2 separate regions of the Ovis canadensis genome follow, and region 1 is linked to region 2. The links are chromatin contacts, called in public Hi-C maps. All regions are on one chromosome and are shown on one strand. The core of a region is the stretch at or near the end of the contact, and the rest is flanking DNA. Distances in the headings are between cores, read along the strand shown. Region 1 holds the start of LOC138423608 (interferon alpha-inducible protein 27-like protein 2). Region 2 overlaps OTUB2 (OTU deubiquitinase, ubiquitin aldehyde binding 2).

What was found. A called contact is a pair of places that touch in the nucleus more often than the background predicts.
Region 1: a Hi-C map of lung shows a contact between it and region 2, with 4 times the contacts expected there. The contact joins the promoter of LOC138423608 here to the enhancer-like site in region 2. A contact is called at or near these places in 2 of 2 Hi-C or Micro-C datasets (fibroblasts and lung).

Annotation. Positions count from the first base shown.
Region 1 is chr18:72,340,641-72,347,512 of ARS-UI_OviCan_v2, forward strand. LOC138423608 (interferon alpha-inducible protein 27-like protein 2) reads right to left here and starts at 2,150. Exons shown (of 4, transcript XM_069559698.1): 1 at 1,902-2,150; 2 at 1,741-1,770; 3 at 967-1,128; 4 at 1-187. The coding sequence starts at 1,908.
Region 2 is chr18:72,240,362-72,247,304 of ARS-UI_OviCan_v2, forward strand. All of the region lies in intron 1 of OTUB2 (OTU deubiquitinase, ubiquitin aldehyde binding 2), which reads left to right. Among named protein-coding and RNA genes, the nearest start is that of OTUB2, 5.9 kb to the left of the region's middle. Within about 2 kb of position 4,755, the one cell type or tissue checked has open chromatin away from gene starts, as enhancers often do. A contact at or near this core is called in fibroblasts, where this site is marked.

The DNA of each region.
Region 1 (6,872 bases), core at 900-3,399, 98 kb after region 2:
TCTGGCCCGAGTGGGGGTTTTGGAGGTTCGACTTGGGGTACATTTTCTCCTGGCTGCTCCCCTGCAGGTCTGGGTCCACCTGGAGGAGGGGAAGGAGGTGCCCTTCTGGCTCCTCCAAGCAAAGCCCCAAAAGCTGATCCAACGGAGCCCAGGAGGATGTTGGATGATGTGGAGAGTCCAGCTGCCCCTGTTGGGAGAGAAAAAGGGTGAGCGTAGGAAGGGTGCAGTGGCCAGTGGCTGGGACCCCTTCAGAAGGCCTGAGGCCCAGAGATGCCACGTGGATGCCTCCTCTAGGTCCAGAATCCCCCAGGGCTCTGCTTTGGGCAGAGGGAGCTAGAGGTGGCTGGAAGAGAGAGAGAAGGGGGTGAAGAGAGAGAGTCAGCCACAGACCCCAAGAGCGACAGGTCCCACTGAGGCTGAGAGGGGAGGGGATCTGCCTAGGCCACTCAGGGGTCAGATTTTGGCAGGGCTAGACCCAGAGCCCAGGCTTCCCTGGTGGCTCCGTGGTAAAGAACCTGCCAATGCAGGAGACGTGGGTTCGATTCCTGGGTTGGGAAGATCCACTGGAGAAGGAGATGGCAACCCACTCTGGCATTCTTGCCTGAGAAATCCCAAGGACAGAGGAGCCTGGTGGGCTACAGTCCATGAGGTCACAAACAGCCGGACACGACTTAGCGACTAAACAACAAAAACAAAGACCTAGAGCCCAGCTGTCACAAACCCTGGGACCCTCCGTTCTTCTCTTTCCCAGGACCCGCTCACCCCTCCACTCCACTCCTGCCTGCAAGGCTCACCCAGGACTCAGGAGAACAGTGAGGGAGAGACAGAGAACCAGGGACCTTGAGGACCACGAAACTGGAGGGGAGGGACCGGCCCTCCCGCAGGCTTAGCCTCGGGCGACACTTGTGCTGGTCGGACCCTCCTCCCCTCTGTTCCTCCCGCCCCTCATCCGGCCCAGCCCCTTACCCACGGACTGGAGAGTGGCCACCAGGCTGCCGGCGGCAACTCCGCCCCCATTGGCCACCGCGGCCGCTGACATCATCTTGGCCGCTAAGGAGGAGGCGGCGATTCCAGCCCCCGTGAAGCCCACGGCGCCCAGCACCGCGGGCACCGCCGCCACCGCCAGGGCTGCAGGGAGAGAGGAGCTTTGGGGTCGGGGGCATGGGCTGAGGGGAGTGGACCCCCCTTTAGGAATCCTTGACAGTTTCTGGGGACTGTCTGCTTGGAGCAGACGGGGACAGCCGCTTGGAGAAATGTCCCAAGGTTAAAAAAAAAAAAAAATGGTATGGGAGCGGGGCTGTGGAGCCAGCTAGGGACAGTAGTTTAGGGGAGGCACCTATTTGAGTCTCCAACTTGCAGTGTGGCAACGGGGAAGTCACCACCCCTTCCTGGGCTTCAGGTCTGCGTGCGTGTGCGTGCGTGCGTGTGTGTGCGTGCGTGTGTGTGTGTGTCAGTGTGGGGGTGAAATAAACCAATAAACCACTGCTGGCTTTAGCAGCAAATACCCTTTCAAATGAAACCTTCTCTACATGCTCTTTACATATAAGGACTAGAGGAGCATCTACGTGGGGGATCGCGGGGTCCTCTTCCTAGGGAGCACCGCTCTTGGTCCCTAGCAGTCACCCCAGCGGCTCCAGGAGTGGTGGGGAGTGTCCCCTTTCTAAGGCCTCCCGTCCATCCCCGGACCGGGGCCAGGTGAAGGCCTGGCGACACAGGGATGCAGGGATGCAGGGAAGTCACCTCCTCCGATCGCAGCGGCCGCCGCTCGTTCTTGAGAGAGAGGAGAGAGAGTTGGTTGAAGTATTGAGGGAAAGAAGCGAGTCCTCTGGCCCTTGGTGGGTTGGGGTCTGGGAGGGCCGCCCCCTGCCCAGGACGTCCCCTGATGGGAAGGAGAAACTCACTTATCATGGCGATGCCCTCTTCGCAGCAGCTGAGCTCAGGAAATGACTAAGATCCAGGAGGTGCTGTGATTGTCCGAGGAACCAATGGGGAAGCGGTCGGCCCCTCGCAGCATCTCTGCCCCAATTAGACTCTGCTGCTGCTGCTGCTGCTGCTGCTAAGTCGCTTCAGTCGTGTCCAACTCTGTGCGACCCCATAGACGGCAGCCCACCAGGCTCCCCCGTCCCTGGGATTCTCCAGGCAAGAACACTGGAGTGGGTTGCCAGGAAGCACATTCTGCTCTCCTGCTCGCCCGCCCCCACCCGCTTCCCATCCCTACCCCCGGGTCTTACTCGCCCGCCCCCCACCTTCACCCCACTGGTCCTTCTCTTCACCTGCCCCTCTCCTCCGGCTCTCTTCTACCCACCGGTGGTTGCCCCCCCGCCCGAATGGGATTCTCTCTGGTTTGGTGGCCCCACCAAAGGGAAAAGAACCTGAAAACACCCGAAAGACGCTGCAAGTGGACCGGGGTTCCAAGTGTAACATTTTGCCCCCTGATGACAGACGAGTCGTTCTCGGCCAAAAACAAAAAAATAACAACAACAACAAAATAAATACACACAGAACGCAAGGAGAAAATTTAATTCACTTCCAGAGGGAGATACTGGTAGATCTTACTGCTTTTCCTTCCAGTCTGTCTTGCCAAGACCACCACATCTCCATCCTGTAACCTCACTTCCAAGTTCCAATCACACTTGTATGCTACTTTGCAAATTACTTATTTAATCTACCGTTTATATTTCCCCAAGCTGTTTAATGGGCTTCCCTGGTAGCTCAGCTAGTAAAAAAAATCTGCCTGCAATGCAGGAGACCCCGATTCAATTCCTGGGTGGGGAAGATCCCCTGCAGAAGGAATAGGCTACCCACTCCAGTGTTCATAGGCTTCCCTGGTAGTTCAGAGGGTAAAGAATCTGCCTGCAATGTGGGAGTCCTGAGTTACATCCCTGGGTTGCGAAGATCCCCTGGAGGAGGGCATAGCAACCCACTCCTGTATCCTTGCCTGGAAAATCCCCATGGACAGAGGAGCCTGGGGTCACAAAAAGACACAACTGAGGGACTAAGCACAAGTTGTTTGATATTCTTCAACCAGATTTTTAAAAAAGTTATATTTATTGAGGTGTAATTTACACGGAGTAAAACTCAATGGGGTGGGGGTGGGGGGGGAGGGCAGTGTGTTTCATGAGACATGCCAGAATTAAGATCCCTGACCAAGGATGGAGCCTGAGACTCCTGCAGTGGAAGGGCAGAATCTTAACCACGAGACCGCCAGGGAAACCCCCAGATTCAACTTTTGAGTGTATATTTTTATGAGTTTGGACAAACCTTTACAGTTGTGCAACCATCAGCTCAGATACAGAACGTTTTCATCACCAGTCCCCCTAGTCCCCAGTTCTCTCAGGTCATTTGTAATCAACTTCTCCCTGACCCCTGCCTCTGGCCACTTCTGATGTGTTTCTGTCCCTGTGCATTTGTTTTTTTTTTTTTTTCAGAATTTCAATGTGATTTTTCACTTGTCATCAGACATTCTGTCCTGGGGGTAAACTATAGTTTGATGCATCAGCCCTTCCCTGCACCACGTTTAAGGGTTTAAATTTTTGCTCTATAGCTTATCCTGGCCTGAAGTGCTTATGACATAGTGCTCAAGTAATGTCTGATAATATAGTCCTGGAGGAGGAATTGCTGGGTCAGAAACTAAACATTTCTTGTGGCAATTGATACTTTCTTGTTAGGTTATATTTCAAAAGTATTGCTTCAGCTTATACTCCCTCTAAAAGTATGGGAGGGGATCTATTTTTCTCTACTCTTAACCAACAATTAGCTTTGTCGTTAAAACAAAAAAATCCCTTTTCTGATGAAAGGTTAAAAAAAATGATGGCATTTTAATTTAAATTTCTTTTTTTTACTGCTGATCAGGTTAAATTATTTTCTAAATTAATTAGTTAGTTTAGTTTTGGCTGCTCTGGTCTTCCCTGCTGCCTGAGGGCTTTCTCTAGTTGCAGGGGACAGGCTTCTCATTGCAAGGGCCTCTCCCGTTGCAGAGCACAGGCTCTAGGGTGTGTGGGCTCAGTGGTTGTGCCATGTGGGATCTTATTGCTCTGTGCCATGTGGGATCTTCCAGGATCAGGGATCAAACCCATGTCCCCTGCATTGGCAGGAGGATTCTTAACCATTAAACTATCAGGGAAACCCCAGGCTAAATTACTTTTCTGTTACTTAGGCTTATGCAGTCTTATTTGTGAATACGGTCTGGTATTCTAGGATGTTTCTTCCCTGGATGTGTTATATTTTTCCCTTACAGATATAGGAATTTATTTATATTTAACTATCTTAATTCTTTCTTATAGATGTTGCAAAGTTTTGTTTCATTATTGTCTTTTTTTTCAAGGGGGTAGGGGGACTTTTTTAACGTAGAAAAGTTTTTAATATTTATGAGAATATACTAGTACTTTAATTTGTTATTTTTTTATTTGTATGTCTAAAAAAAGCTGTTCCTGCTATCTATCAGATACATCATCACCTATATTTCGAGGGAGTGGGGGTAGCGGTTCTTCTGTGGCTTCACTTTTTAATCCATCTGGAATTTAGTTTGTACATATAGGGTGTTTTACATATCTATGTATGTCTTAGCCAATGAGCTCAGATATAAACACCATTTATTAAATTCCAACATCATTTATTAAATCATCTTCCATTTCCTCTTTGATTTGAAATTCTAACCTTATATTCAAAATACACATGCTTGTGTATAAACCAGTGTACCTGTTTTGGAATATTCTATTCTGTCTTAATGAGGATCTCTTCTGGCAACAATATAATACCATTTTAATGTTTATACATTTAATATTTGATTTCATGTCCGTGACCATTTTCATTTAGGTTTAAAATACTTCTGATTCTTCCTACTTATTAGTTCTTCAGATGAAATTTACAAATATCTTTTTTCAATTTCAGAATCTTTTTTTGCTATTTTGATGGAAATTGAGCTCATTTTAAAAATAAATATTCAAGGAGAAATATTTTTACAAAAGCAATTTTTTTATCCAGGAAGATGATAAGTCTTTCTACTTATTCTTTTTCCATATTCCTGGGTAAAATTTTGTCATTGTATGTGTCTGTGTGTGCTAACTTGATTCAATTGTGTCCGATTCTTTGCAACCCTAAGGACTGTGACCTGCCAGGTTCCTCTGTCCATGGGATTCTCCAGGCAAGAATACTGGAGTGGGTTGCTGTGCCCTCTTCCAGGGATCTTCCCCACCGAGGGATCACACTCGCGTCTCTTACTTCTCCACACTGGCAGGCGGGTTCTTTACCACTATAAGGACTACATATTTTAAAATAAACTTTATTTTCAAAGAAAAAATTGCAAAGATAGTACAGAGAGTTCATACATATCCTGCACCCAGTTTTCCCTTATTATTAATATATTAGTAGGATACACTTGTTACAATGAATGAACCAATGCTGGCATGTTATTATCAAAATCATACTTTATTCAGATTTTCTTATTTCTAACCTAACATCCTTCTGTTCCAGGATCCAGTCCAGGATATCACATGACATTTAGTCTTCATGGCTACTTGGGTATTTCTTTGCTGTGACAGTTTCTCGTGCTTTCCTTGCTTTTGTTGACCTTAATGGTTTTGAGCAGTACTGGTCAGATATTTTGGAGAATGTTCCCTCACTGGGATTTGTCTGAAATTTCCCTTCATGATTAGATAAAAGTCTCGTGGAGGAAGATCACAGAGGTAAATTGCCATTCTCATCACAGTGCATCAAAAGTACATGCTATCAACTTACAACTGTTGGTGTTGATGGTAGACATTTTCACATATTGTGGTATGGGGAAGTCATTTTGGCTTATATGTGATTTGGCTTGAACATTGTGATAGCTAGCATGACTTGTCTTATGACCGGTCAGATATCTGTGGTGCATCTTCTTTAAGTACCACAATAAAAAGAATGCAATTCCCAGGTTGATTAGAAGGTCCATTTTGAAGATAAGGATAGATGCTTTCCCCCTTCCCATGACATCAGTGCAAGACAAGATTCCTTCTCTAGATAGCAAGGTCATGTGTATGGATTGTGGATGTGGTTCCAGTCACATTCCTGCATCACTGAGAACTTGAATTTTCTGAAGTATATCAAACTGAAGGACCCTACCAGCCATTCTCAAAATAGTATCTGCTAGCGCCGCCTGCCACCTTATGGTCTTAAGGTCTTTCCTGGTAACCATGCAACCATTTTGGACCCCAAGCAATTCTTGCTTAAGAAGGACCCTTCTTACCAACTGTGCTGAGGGCACCCAGAGAACTCACAAAGGGAGGCAAAGTTGGAGACAGGCATTCAACTTCTGGACTTGCTGTCAGGAGGATGAACCGTACTTTTCTCTATGATCAAAGCTTTCTGGCCTTTATCAAAGGACCAACATACCCAGAGATGCAGATCTTGGGCAGGAAAAGAAGGACGAAAAGGGTCCAACTGATGAGTGATGACTTCAGCCCCAGTGAATGTTGTGGTTGGAGGGGTGAAGGTGAGAGAGTCTGAGAGCCCTGCCCACTCACTGGTCAGCTGGGGAGACAGAAGCCCATAGACAGGGGTGCCTGCCTGAGGTCACTCTGCTTGTTGTGGACAGTGCCGGGGGGCCAGGGTAATGGTGTCTCAATTTTAGTCTCAAAATTTTCCCTCTGCTTCACCTCTTTGCCTTTTCATAGGCCAGATCTTGTGTGACTTTTTTTTTGTCTGCACCACAAGGCTTACAGAATCTGAATTCTCAGACCAGGGATTGAACTCATGCCGTCTGTAGTGGAAGTGCAGAGTCCAAACCACTGGACACCTAGGGAATCCCCTTGTCTGACTTCTCTTAAGCAGGACAAGGGGCTCTGGATTAAAATAGGTGAGAGGACTTCCCTGGTGGTACAGTGGATAAGAATCCA
Region 2 (6,943 bases), core at 3,505-6,004:
GGTAGTGAGGGGCCTCATGCTCACTCAAAGGGCATTTAACATTCAGTGAAGAGTGAGGGTCAGATGTGAACAGCAAACCCACAGGGCCCTTCTGTGCTTTGTTCTTTGGTTTTTCAAACAAGCCCCCAGTAGGGTCCCTAGTCCAGCCCCACGCTGGGCTGGGCATTGATGAGAAAGACAAGGGCCTGCCCTCTTTTAGGAACTCACTGCATGAGACAAGACAGAACTGGACACAAGCAATTCCTGAACTATCAGTCATGACCTAAGAAGCTTAAGGGCTTGGGGAGCACAGCAGGAACCCATGCACTCTAAGGGAGCAGTGAGTGTCAAGGAAGGCTTCACAAAGGGGTCTTTTGAATGGGTTATTAAAGGATGTGTAGGAGTTTTCAAGAAGCATTTGGGGAATTGTGTGTTCCAGTCAGGGTGGGACAGGCCTGGAAATATGTGCTTACAGGCCTGGAAACATGGTTAAGAGTGGGATATTCTGGGAATGGTGAGCAGTCTGTATGGAGAGAGGAGAGATGAATCTAGAAAAACTGGGAGGGGGGTGGTCAGAATGTACTGTAAAGGGCTTCACATGCTGTGCCATGGGGTTTGGGTTTTAGTCTGCAAATGTGGTGGTGGAGGGGACCATAATGTATTTTTGACAAATAAGAGATGGTTGATTTGGATGGTCTCTCTGGCAGTGGAGCAGACAGAGGGCCAAAAGAGGCCAGGCTGGAGTCAGAGACCAGCTTATCCATCTATTCCGTCATCCACTCATTCTGCATTTTGGGAGCATTACTGTGTGGCAGGCACTGGGGAATCTGGTCATGACAGGCAAGCAAAGTCCCTGCTCTCATGGAGTTGACATTCTTGTGGAGGGAGAGAGACAGGAAGCAAGTCAACAAGTGAAAGTATATGTTAGAGAACCCACTGAAGACATAAAACAAGTTAAGGCAGTAGAGGTTGGGGCAGGGGCAACTTTAGACAAGATGGTCAGGGAAGGTGATTACACACGTAAAGAGGCAGAGAATCTGTCCGTGCACAGGAACAGCATGTGCAAAGGCCCTGCGGTGGAAATGGGTGCATCTTGTTGGAGGAACATAGGAGGGTCACTGGGGCTGGAGTTCAGGAGCGTGAGGGGAGCAAGGCCAGATGACGGTTGTCATCCGAAGGCTGAGTCTTTTCCCAAGTGAAGGAAGCCACTGGAGGGAACTGGGGAGGGGCACGCCCTCAACTGGTTTGCTTTGTGGGAGCCTGTGCTGGGTGCTGTGGGTGACGGTGGGGACGGGAGTGGAAGTGGGAGCCAGGAGGTCCACTGGGCAGACGCTGGTGCCACCTCCCTGGGGGCAGATGGTGGCAGCTCTGGCCAGACACAGGAGCAGAGCTGAAGCAGGAAGAGAGGAGGGGAAGGGTCATCCCATGTCTTTAGTGTGAGTTCTATCTGGATAGAGGGGCTTCCGAGGGTCTGGTGACACCTGGAGGGGATGCAGTGGTGGAGGGAGAAGGCAGTTAGGGGCGCAGTAGTTCGGGGATCATGGTCAGACATCCTGGTGGCTGGTGGTGTTTGAGGCTGGATCTCTAGGGAGAGGTCAGGGCGGGAGGTGAAGGTCTGAGGGTTGATTAGGAGGATGCTAAGGGTCCAGGTGTCAGATGAGAGAGGACCAGCATCTGAATTCAGGCTGTCTGCAAGGCCAGCCAATAACTGTGACCTGAGGCAATAGGGACTCAGGTGTAGGGTCTTCCCTGTTTCCTGCGCTGAACAGCAGAGATGGGGCATGTGAGTGGTAGGCTGAGTAATAGCACGGAGACACCCACATCCTAATCCCAGAGCCCATGAATAGGGTACCTCACATGGCAGCAGGGGCTTTGCAGGTATGGTGAATTAAGGGTCCTGAAATGGGGAGAGCACCCTGGATTACCCAGGGAGGTCCAATGATGTGATCACAAGGATCCTTATAAGGAAGAGGCAGGAAGCAGAGTGAGAAGGAGATGTGGCAGTGGGTGGAAGGGCTCATAAGCCAAGAAATGCAGGAAGCTTCTAGAAACTGACAAAGGTAAGGAAGTGGGTTCTCCCCTGAGCCTCCAGAAATGTAATTAAATCCTGTTGTTTTAAATCGCTGTTTGTACTAATTGGTTACAGCAGCAGTAGGAAGCCCCTTCAGAGCCCTAGGACTAGCACTCCCCTAAATCTTTGGCCTCCAAATGTTTTTGATCGCTCATCAGTAAAAGTGTTTGATTATTCCGTAGGTTGCTACATGGTAGATTATACCCTAAAGTAGACATTTAAAGCGGCATTCCCTGGAATATTACTCAGCCATAAAAAAGAATGAAATTGGGTCATTTGCAGTGATATGAATAGACCTAGAGTCTGTCATACAGAATGAAGTAAGTCAGAAAGAGGAAAACAAATGTTGTGTATTAATGCATATATACGGAATCTAGAAAAATGGTGCTGATGAACTATTTGCAGGGCAGGGATAGAAACACAGACATAGAGAACAAACACGTGCACATGGGGTGGTGGGGGGGCATGGGAGGGTGGAGCAAACTGGGAGAATAGAATTGACATATACACGCTACCATATGTAAAACAGATAGCGAGTGGGAAGCTGCTGTTTAGCACAGGGAGCTCTGCCCGGTGCTCTGTGATAACCTGCGGTGGAGGCGGGGGTGGGGGCTGTGGGAGGGAGGGGATATATGCATACATGTGGCTGATTCACTTTGTTGTTCAGCAGAAACGAACACAACATTGTTAAGCAACCATACTCCAGTAAAAATCAGATTAAAAGGCATTTCCTTCCGGCCCCTGCAAACAGCCCGCTATGGAGACCCCAGCACTAGGCAGGCAAGGCCAGGTATGGAGCCACGGGGAGCCTCTAGAAATGACAGGGACCTTTTGAGAGGGGCGGCGGACTGCATTCTGGGTCCTGCCCCACTGGTGGTGAGGCTGCAGGCTCTGGCCCCTGCCATGGAGGAGTTGGTAGCTTGAGGTCAGACCATGCACTGAGTTGTGGCTTCTGGGAGTCTGGGCCTGGTTAACAAGGCTGAGTCATGGCCCGGGGTCAGCCCCGCCAGCAGAGCAGCCTCAGAGGGAGGTCGGGCAGGCCAAGGGCTGGCCTTGCCCACCAGGCCTCGGGGTGGACCCAGGAGAGGCCCACCAGCACCTCAGAGCCTGGACCAGGGGTGCCCACAGAGGCACCGCAGGATACAACATGGGTGGTGGGGGGGCGGGTTGTAGGTAGAGGCATAAGCCTGAGGCCTGGCTATTAAGGAGCCATCAGGAAGTGACGACAGAGCACAGCTGAGGGCCAGGTGGGCTCTCTTCGTGGAGGGGGAGAGGGTCAGAAAGGCACAGGTCTGTGGAATACCTTTAATGTGCTGGGGGACCAGGGTCCCAGTTTCTTCCTGAATCGCTTCACTGTGTGACTTGAGGCCAACAGCTTGACCTCTCTGGGCTTCAGTTTCTATGTGTAAAACAGAGCTACTGTGAGGCTTAAGTGAGATTATCCCCAGCACCTGGCATACGGTGACCTCCCAGCAAAGGTAACGCATCAATCAGCGGGTACGTCGTGCCTGCTGGGGACCAGCAGCTGTTCCAGGAGTACGGTGACAGAAGTGACAAGGGACCCCGTCCCCGTGGAGCTTCATATCACCTCTCCTGAAAGCTCACGGGGGCTGGCTTCCAACCCTGAGCTGTACCTGTTCCAGGAGGGGCCCATGGAGAACTCACTGGAGGGGCAGGGGGCGCGCGTGGTTCACACATGTTGTGGGTCAGAGCCTTAAGGTCTGTGGGCCCGAGCTGCCAGAGCCCAGTCCTTTCAGCCTGGCCCCTCCCTGCCCCACAGCTCCTTGTCACCCCATTATCTCCTGGGGGGGGGGTCCCTGGAGGCGCTCGCACAGTGCTGGGCGCATGGGGTTCCCATGGGCGGGGAGGGGGCAGGCAGCAGCTGTGGGGCGCAATTTCTGACATCGCCCTGGCAATGGGCCCTCCCTTGGGCCCTGGCGGGTCACATCTTTACCGGAAGCCTTCGGAACTTCAAATGCCGCCCCCGTGGAGCAGGATCCGTGGATGAGGGTAGAGGTGGAGGGCTGGGGTCAACCTGGTTTTTCGTTAGTCTCAGGCTGGTTGAGGAACTCCTGGGGCTATGTGGAGAGGTTCTAGACGTGTAGAGGCTTTGGCGAGAAAACCGAGGGAAGCAGGGGGGAACTTGCCTTCCCTCCATTTGGAGGTGGGCGGTGTCTGGACGCGGGGTGGGGATCAAGGGCAGGGTCAGCAGGACCCCAGTAGGTGGTGACATGCTGGTTCTATAGTCTCCAAAGGTAGGAGATGAGAGGACCCCGACAAGTACTCAGATCTGGTCTAAACACCAAGCCCCCATTCTAGTGCATCTGGTTAGTTCCCGGGGTCTCTGGGGAGGAGTCAGTGATTAGAGAAACATCCTTCTCCACTTTGAAATATATTCTTCCACTTAGCAGCTCAAAACTGTTTCAGAGTAGAGGTGCTATCTGCCTGACCTAATTCATTAGCACCTGTTTGCAAATCAGCAGCTAAAGGCTAAAATCCTTTTAAGTGACCTGATGAGGTCTGACGCAACATTGTCAGGCGAGGCCAGTCCCTGTCCCATAACACCCTGGAAATTTTTGGCCACGATTTAAAAAACCACCAATTACAGTCAGCCAAGGTCAAATGCAGAGTACTGTACTTGGTTTATGGGCCAGTGAGCTGAGGCTGTTCTTCCAGCCATGTGACGAGGGCCATGCTTATGGTAAGTGGGGCGGGGGCCACTTGGGCTGACTTGAGTCACCCTGGACGTGCCAAAGTAGAAACTCACTCACCCCTCCCATTGGCCCTGTAAACACACATGGGGCCACGAGGGGGCGCTGGAGCCAACTCAAGGCTTCACTGCTGGGCAGGGCAACCAACCTGAGCGCCATTTGTCAAAAAGGGTGGATCTTAAATAGTATTGAATGAAGAGAAAAGGCCACGATACCTATAGAATAATTTGTCTGCACATTTAAAACGCATGCATACATAAAACAACTTGGTATTTTTAAAAAGACATATTGAAAGACATAGGGAATACCTATAAAGGATGGGGGGTGGCAGGATGGGAACAGGGATGGGAGATAAAGGGGGAAAGTTGACAAAACGCCTGGGGCTGACGGTGGGTCTCTTGAACCCTAAGTGTGAGCCCCTCCCCACCCCCAAACTGCTGTTTAATGTTTTCCTTTTAAATTGACTGTTTTAAATAGCCTAAGTAAATTTGCTATTTACTTTGCAAAAATGATACGGCTGTGGCGAGTGGAAAACCCAGGTAGGCTTCCCTGGTATGAGGCCTGTGGGTCCCCTTCCTGACCCACCTTTCACGTTCTCATTTTGACTGGCAGTTTTCTACCATCTGAAATATTGGCTTGGCCAAAAAGTTCGTTCAGGTGTGTCCATATGATGTTATAAAAACTCGAACAAAGTTTTGGCCAACCCAGTACTTGTCGCTCCGTATTTAGGATTCATTCTTTATACCGCTTTCCACTCTGCCAGTGACATTGTCTCAGAAACTGCTCATCAAATAGAACTGAGTTTGTGCCTTTTCCCTCACCGTTTGTTGGGTTTTATTGCGGCGGGGGGACGTCCAAGTGCGAGTGTTCAATACAGCTGTGGTCCTTTGTCATCATCCTTCATTTAAAAAGACCCAAGCCAGCATTTTAAGTCAGCTGTGTGTAAAAAACAAGCCTTTTTTTGACTGACGTAGGTAGGTAAATAATGGGACTTATTCTTTGGCAGTGCCAAAGACTGGCCAAGCTACTGTCCAAGCTGTGCTCATTCACACGCTAGTAAGGTTATACTCAAAATTTCCTTCCCTTTTAGGCCACCACAGAGCATTGAGGAGAGTTCCCTGAGCCATACAGTCGGTTCTCATCAAGGCTACTTATTTTAACTACAAACTACAAGTGGCTTTCACATTATATTTTAACATCATATTCCTGATGAAATCAGAGCCTTTCCCGGGGCAGGGGGTGGGGGTTGGAGATGGGGGTGCAGCTCCCACTGCCCTGAACCCTCGTCTGAGCAGGAAAAACATGAGGCAGAGACAAGCCTGTGGGAGATTAGCTGTTAGAACAGATGGGTCCTACCCTTCCCCTGGCCTTGGGTCTTCCTTTTGCCATTAGATGACTTCTCCACTCTCTGCTGCTGCTGCTAAGTCGCTTCAGTCGTGTCCGACTCTGTGCGACCCCATAGATGGCAGCCCACCAGGCTTCCCCCGCCCCTGGGATTCTCCAAGCAAGAACACTGGAGTGGGTTGCCATTTCCTTCGCCAATGCATGAAAGTAAAAAGTGAAAGTGAAGTCGCTTAGTTGTGTCCAACTCTTAGTGACCCCATGGACTACAGCCCACCTGCCTCCTCCATCATTGGATTTTCCAGGCAAGAGTACTGGAGTGGGGTGCCACTGAGGTCCTGATTTCTCTCTCTGGGTGGAAACTGACCTCCACCCAGAGATGGGCTGCAATATGAACTTTCACCAGTAGGTGGTGCTAGATGGTTTAACCTCTGTGTTTTCAGGTCAAACACCACTGAGCGACTGAATAACACAGTGCTTGGTGCAGACTGGTTGGGTATTGTCGGATGAATAGAAGAAGGAATGAATGAGTGAGACAGGAAGGTCAGGAGAAGACAAGGGGAGTATGGAGCCTCCTTACAGTATGGAGGCTCAGTAGGCTTGAGTTACTATATTCTTTTTTCTTCCAGTGTTATTGACATCCAGCAGTGCGTAAGTTTAAGGTATACAGCACAGAGATTTGACTTACGTAGATCATGCAATGATTGCACGTCTAGTGAGCATCCCTCATCTTTGTAAAGACACAAAATTTAAAAAAATAGAAAAGATTTTTCCTCTGATGAGAACGCTTAGGACTTACTCTCTTGTGTTAGTCGCTCAGTCCCTGTCTGACTCTTTGTGA